Linked DNA regions of Mus musculus: region 2 is linked to region 1. A link is a contact called in public HiChIP or PLAC-seq data. All regions are on one chromosome and are shown on one strand. Each heading gives the region's core, a stretch centred on a gene start, on an enhancer-like site or on the middle of the called end of the contact. The rest is flanking DNA. Distances are from core to core; before and after follow the strand shown. Region 1 holds the start of Irf3 (interferon regulatory factor 3). Region 2 overlaps Plekha4 (pleckstrin homology domain containing, family A (phosphoinositide binding specific) member 4).

Region 1 (2,700 bases), core at 159-2,658:
GGGACACGTCCCACCTCAGCGCTGTGTGGCTCTTGGGCCCCCAGTCTCAGGCATCCCTTGCACTGGGACCCCTTCTCCCTTCAGAGCTGCATGCTTCCCGGGCTTTGGAGCCCCAGGGTACCTCCTATCCAAGCACAAACACTTACACTTACCCGCTAGAAAGAGGTGTGACAAAGACTTGAAATGGTTATGGCTTGTGCTGAAGCTGAACCGTGTTGACTTTATAATGGGTCCTGTCTGGATTTTTTGGAACCAAAACTCCTAGCCCTGAAAGTTTCACAAGTGACCTGAATAAATCTCTTACCAGGCTCGGAACCATAGCAGGGGCGGAGGGGAAGGAAGTGGGGCCTAGAGGACTCCGTGGGGGGAGCTCCTCTCCCCAGGGGACAAGGGAGGCATCTTCGGAGGCGGCTCAGGAAATCTGTTGTCTCCTCTTGGGCAGGACTCCTAGGGACAAGAACCTCGGAGTTATCCCGAAGGGGTCTGGGCAAGTGATCCCTTCATCCTTTCATGGAAGATCACTCTTGAAACTCAGCCCAGGCACATGGAGTTAGGTCTGATGGGAGTAGATAGGTTTGGACCACAAGACTCAGGAAGATCTTCCCATCAAAGGCTGACGCTGGGGGAGTGGAACTCACCTGGGTGGAGTTGGGACAGGGGACCCAGCGACTTCACCGCGCTTAAGGAAGGCCGTCAGAACCTTCAGTGTGTCCTCTCGGAGACCCAACTCTTCAGAGCCGGCCATGGGGGTACCTGAGGCAGAAGACAGAGGATGCACCCAAGTGCAGGGATAACTCAAACTTCTGAATCACTGAATGAAGAGGGCGCCTAACTCCAAGGAAAAGGTGGTTTTTAAGGGCCAGTGGGGCAGTTGATTCAGTTGAGGAGAAACGGTCTGAATTACTGAGTCTAAGAAAGGAGGTAAATGAGTGCTTGAACTCTTGCAGGAAGGAGCGGGAAGGGGGTTTGGAGTTCCCTCTCAGCTAGCAGCGCCAAAGAAGGCTCGAAGACCGTAGAGAATAGGGAACTACTAATCCTAGTATGCTTTGCGGCAAACGCTGGTCCGATTTCCCCACTTTTCACCGAGCAGTCTGCTGGGAGATGTAGTTCCAATTTTACCTCTGGCGTGCACCGGGAGACCCCGGGTGCTTGGAAGTCACAGCTTGGCAGGACTGGCTGTGGCCTTTCCTGCAACCCTGTCCCCTCCCTGGCACCCAGCTCACCTGGCTCGCGGTTGTGTCCCCGTCGCACTGGCGTACACGCTTTCTCACAATTTCTACAAACTTTTACTTCGGAAGTTCAACTTTCCCACGCCTGCGCACTGGGCCGACACGGCAACCGCCCCAACGTCGAAGGGGTGGAGCCTTCTTTTGCGGTCATTTGCATATGGCGTTCCCAGCATGCCTGTAGGCGGAAGGCCAAAAAAGGGCATTTGAGGGAGTTAGGCCTGCTAAGCCGAAGTGCGCTCCGGGATTTCTTGACTTTATTTCGTCAATGTTGAGAAAAACTTTTTATATCTCAAAATATCGTTAGAAAAGGAAGTCCCAGCGCTCGGAGGCTTAGCTGACAAAGAAGGGGGTTGCGTGGCTGCGAGTCTCAGAACTACTGTTTGGGAGCCCCAAAACCACTGCTGGCACCCGCGCCGCACGGGCGCCCAATTCCTCCCCTGGTAGGTAACGCGGAAGAGCCGGGAGGGTGGCGGCCTCAGGGCGCAGGATCGGGCAAACCTGTCGCTCAGAAGCTCGGCTACCGAAAAGCAGAATGGCCACGCGTTGTAGACGGAAGCCTGCAGTCTCAGCATCCAGGCTGGAGGCAGTAAAGATTGCTGTAAGTTCAAGGCCAGTGAGCTCCAGGCCAGGCTGGACGACAGAATGAGCGCCAGACCAACATGGGTTAAGCGATTTGAAGACCAGCCTGAGCTACTGAATAAGTTTGAGGGTAGCCTGGGTTACAGAGTGCATTCGAGGCCAGCCAGGGCCACAGAGTGAGTTGAAGACCAGCCTTGGCTACATAGCAAGTTCAAGGACAGCCTATGCTACATACTAAGACCCTGTCTCAAACATCCGTAAAAACAATATAGGAACAAAAAACAAAAAAACAGAAGAAGCGACAGCACCTGGGAAAAGACTCTGGAAATGAGTAAGGGTTTTCTGCAAGGGTGAGGCGGTTGTGAGAGCAGTTAGGATCCTTTAAAGACGAGGGAAAGAGGACTCCACTCTTGAAATAGGGTGCCAGCTTTGGATAATAGGAGTTTACATTTAGAAAAGGGAAGGAACCTATGGGTAGAGTTCATATAGAAGACTCTGGGGGGTAGGAGAGGCGGTCCCGTTGGATTTGGAAAGGTGGGAAGGAGTTTCCCGTTTGTACACAATGGTGAAGGAAGACCTGTGTTGTGGCGGGTCGGAGAGGTTTGAGTGCATTTGCCCCGTGACAGACAGGCTCAGGAACTGTCCTGTGGTGCGCAGGCTAGAGCATGGAAACCCCGAAACCGCGGATTTTGCCCTGGCTGGTGTCACAGCTGGACCTGGGGCAGCTGGAAGGCGTGGCCTGGCTGGACGAGAGCCGAACGAGGTTCAGGATCCCGTGGAAGCATGGCCTACGGCAGGACGCACAGATGGCTGACTTTGGCATCTTCCAGGTGCTGGGGGAAAGATTTCAGACGCATTTCTGGGTGTGGCTGGACCAGGGCAGGGGGTGGGA
Region 2 (2,700 bases), core at 153-2,652, 540 kb after region 1:
GTGTCCTGTTAGGAGCAAGAATGAGGAACAGGGGCTGGTGAGATGGCTCAGTGGTTAAGAGCACCAACTGCTCTTCCAAAGGTCCTGAGTTCAAATCCCAGCAACCACATGGTGGCTCACAACCACCAGTAATGAAATCTGATGCCCTCTTCTGGAGTATCTGAAGACAGCTACAGTGTACACATAATAAATAAATAAATAAACAAATCTTAAAAAAAGAAAAAAGAATAAGGAACAGATCCCTCTTCTTCTTCACTTGCTAGCGGACTCCCGAGGTCACCTGCACGTCCCAGGCCTGGGGAAGGTCCTGGGGGACCCGGAGGACCCCCAGAGGTGAACAGAAGGGAAGAGGGGCGCATCTCAGAATCACCAGAGGTAGCTCGGCTCTCCAGAGGTCTTGGCAGACATGAAACGCACACTCCCAACTCTACAGTGGATCTGCAGACTGACACCTGGAGTCGTAGAACCCGGAGCCCAGAGTAAGAAGGAACCCTTTGGGTGCTTTGTCTAATGGTAGGGCAAGGGAAGGACTGGTTGGCCCAGTGAGGCTTCTTTGGAGGTCTAAGGAAAGAGGGAGCTAGCTGGAAGCGTGGCTTAAGGGAAGGATGGGACCCCAGAGGCCTGGGTCAAGGCTTGGTCTTTTGCAGGTAAATGGATGCATATATTCCCAAAGGGAACACACCCACTCTGCCTAGCAGAGGGGCAGTGCGACTCAGGGAAGCCAGATACTCTTGTTGGGTAGAGAGATGGACTGGGAGCAGGAACTCAGGCTAACACAGTTTCCCGATTATCTCCTTTCCACAGGTTGTTCTCACCCCTTTCCCGGCCTCCCTCCCCTCTGAGCCTTCCCCGTCCTCGCTCTGCCCCGGCCCGGCGACCCCCTCTCTCAGCAGGAGACATCTCATTTCCTGCCCGACCGCATACTCCTTTGAGTCGCATCGATGTCCGACCTCCTCTGGATTGGGGACCCCAAAGACAGACCCTCTCCCGACCTCCCATTCCACGCCGAGGACCTTCCTCTGAAGCTGGCGGAGAACGGCCACCCAGGAGTCCCCAGCCCCGGACACCAGAGCAGAGAACGCAGGTGCTCGAAAGGAGCAGACTACATTTCCCACTAGGCTTCCAGGCTCGCTTTCTAGGCCAGTGATTGAGTCATGCTTCCCAGGAATTATGGGGATTATAGTTCACAATGCAACTGGTCATCTCCGCCTCCCCCCCCCCCCATATGGTGGTGCTGTGGGTGGGTGGGTGGGTGTACCATTGCTCCTATAGTGATTCCACGTCCCATCAGGTCTCAGGATGTGTGTGGAGGAGTTTTGGGGGGGGGGGGGTAGCGCGTGCTCGCGTACCTTTGCTTCTATGTATTGTGGGTATTGTAGTCCAGAACACTCTCTTTGAAACTGAGAGGCCAAAGCATAGTTTGGATTCCAGTTATTGTTTCAACATAGCCAGCCTCCTGACAATCCCTCTAAGAATCACGGGTTTATAGCCCAGAATATCGGAAGCTAATTTCCAGCAACCCCTAGTGGTTTTGCCATGCTAGTCCATTTATTAGCACCCTGTGTGTATGTAGCCAGTGTAGTTGAGGATGTGTGTGTGTGTGTGTGTGTGTGTGTGTGTGTGTGACTGTTCTAGGCAAGTACTTTACCACTGACCTACTCCACGGTCCTCTTTTTAGCTTCTCATTTTGAGACAGGGTCTCTCTAAGTTGTCCAGGTAGGCCTTAAACTTACTCTAAAACCCAGCCCTCCAGAGTAGCTCAGATGATGGCCAGGGCCACTAGACTTAACCAGATGTTTCTATGCATTTCAGTCTACCCAGGCCACCTCTGGTTCGTCCACCTATCTCCAGCTGCCCCCAAGACCTCCTGGGACCCAGGCCTCCATGATTTTGCTGGTAGGTCTCCTGCAGCCCCAGGAATCCAGTAGATTCCGTCTCTTGCTTGACCTTCTCAGCACCCCCCTCCCCTAGGATAGTTGTCTCCTGGCCAAAGAGCCTTGATATGAGGCTCCCTGGGTAGCTGCTCTTATTGTTTTCCCATGACTGATAGAGCAAGATATGGAATAAAGAAATGAGGACATGAGCGATCCTAGCTATAGCCGAGAAGATTTATTAGTATAGATACAAGGGAGAGAACAGCCAGAGGCACCTGGAAGAGGCCAGACTGAACCAGGCCAGCAGGCTCAAGGGAGGCCATGGGGGAGAGAAAGGGATGGGTGGGAGGGGAGGGGAGAGGAGAGGAGAGGAGAGGAGAGGAGAGGAGAGGAGAGGAGAAAACAGAAGGAGCAAAGAGGGGAGCTGAGGACTGAGACCAAGAAGCCAAAATGGCTGAGGTTATACAGAAACCAGAGAAGGGGGGGGCGGGGGGAGGAAGTTTTCAGGGGCCGGATGGGTTCAGGTTAGGGGACTGGATGAGAAAAGTGCTGAGAGGAACCAGGACTCTTCTGAATGCTGAGCCCGCTTTGCTATGTTAAATAGACATATTTAAACGTTCTACCTGCATGTATGTTAGTGTAATTTCTGCATGCCTCGTGTTCAGGGAAATTGGAAGGCATTGGATTCCCTAGATCTGCAGTTGCAGGTGACTGCAGGCTACGGTGTAGGTGCTGGGTCCTGAACCCTGGGCTTCAGAAAGACCAATAGATGCCTTTCTTCCCCCAAATGATAGCTGTGAGCCACCACATGGGTGCTGGGAATTGA

Evidence for each region. HiChIP or PLAC-seq counts read pairs in DNA pulled down with a chosen protein or histone mark.
Region 2: a FOXA1 HiChIP or PLAC-seq map of pancreatic cancer cells shows a contact between it and region 1. The contact joins the enhancer-like site here to the promoter of Irf3 in region 1. A contact is called at or near these places in 5 of 39 promoter capture datasets (hippocampal neurons, liver, neural stem cells and 1 more), 1 of 484 Hi-C or Micro-C datasets (LSK cells), 4 of 115 datasets of contacts at active chromatin or transcription factors (memory CD8 T cells, microglia, pancreatic cancer cells and 1 more) and 2 of 9 other capture datasets (adipose tissue and pancreatic islet).

What each region holds. Positions count from the first base shown.
Region 1 is chr7:44,996,240-44,998,939 of GRCm38.p6, forward strand. It overlaps Irf3 (interferon regulatory factor 3), which reads left to right and starts at 1,409. Exons shown (of 8, transcript NM_016849.4): 1 at 1,409-1,669; 2 at 2,466-2,638. The coding sequence starts at 2,474. It overlaps Bcl2l12 (BCL2-like 12 (proline rich)), which reads right to left and starts at 1,340. Exons shown (of 7, transcript NM_029410.3): 1 at 1,224-1,340; 2 at 639-753; 3 at 305-447. The coding sequence starts at 745.
Region 2 is chr7:45,537,394-45,540,093 of GRCm38.p6, forward strand. It overlaps Plekha4 (pleckstrin homology domain containing, family A (phosphoinositide binding specific) member 4), which reads left to right. Exons shown (of 20, transcript NM_001381849.1): 7 at 264-479; 8 at 805-1,084; 9 at 1,813-1,896. Among named protein-coding and RNA genes, the nearest start is that of Plekha4, 9.1 kb to the left of the region's middle. Within about 2 kb of position 1,403, at least 174 of the 459 cell types and tissues checked have an H3K27ac peak or open chromatin away from gene starts, as enhancers often do. A contact at or near this core is called in adipose tissue, hippocampal neurons, liver and 4 more, where this site is marked.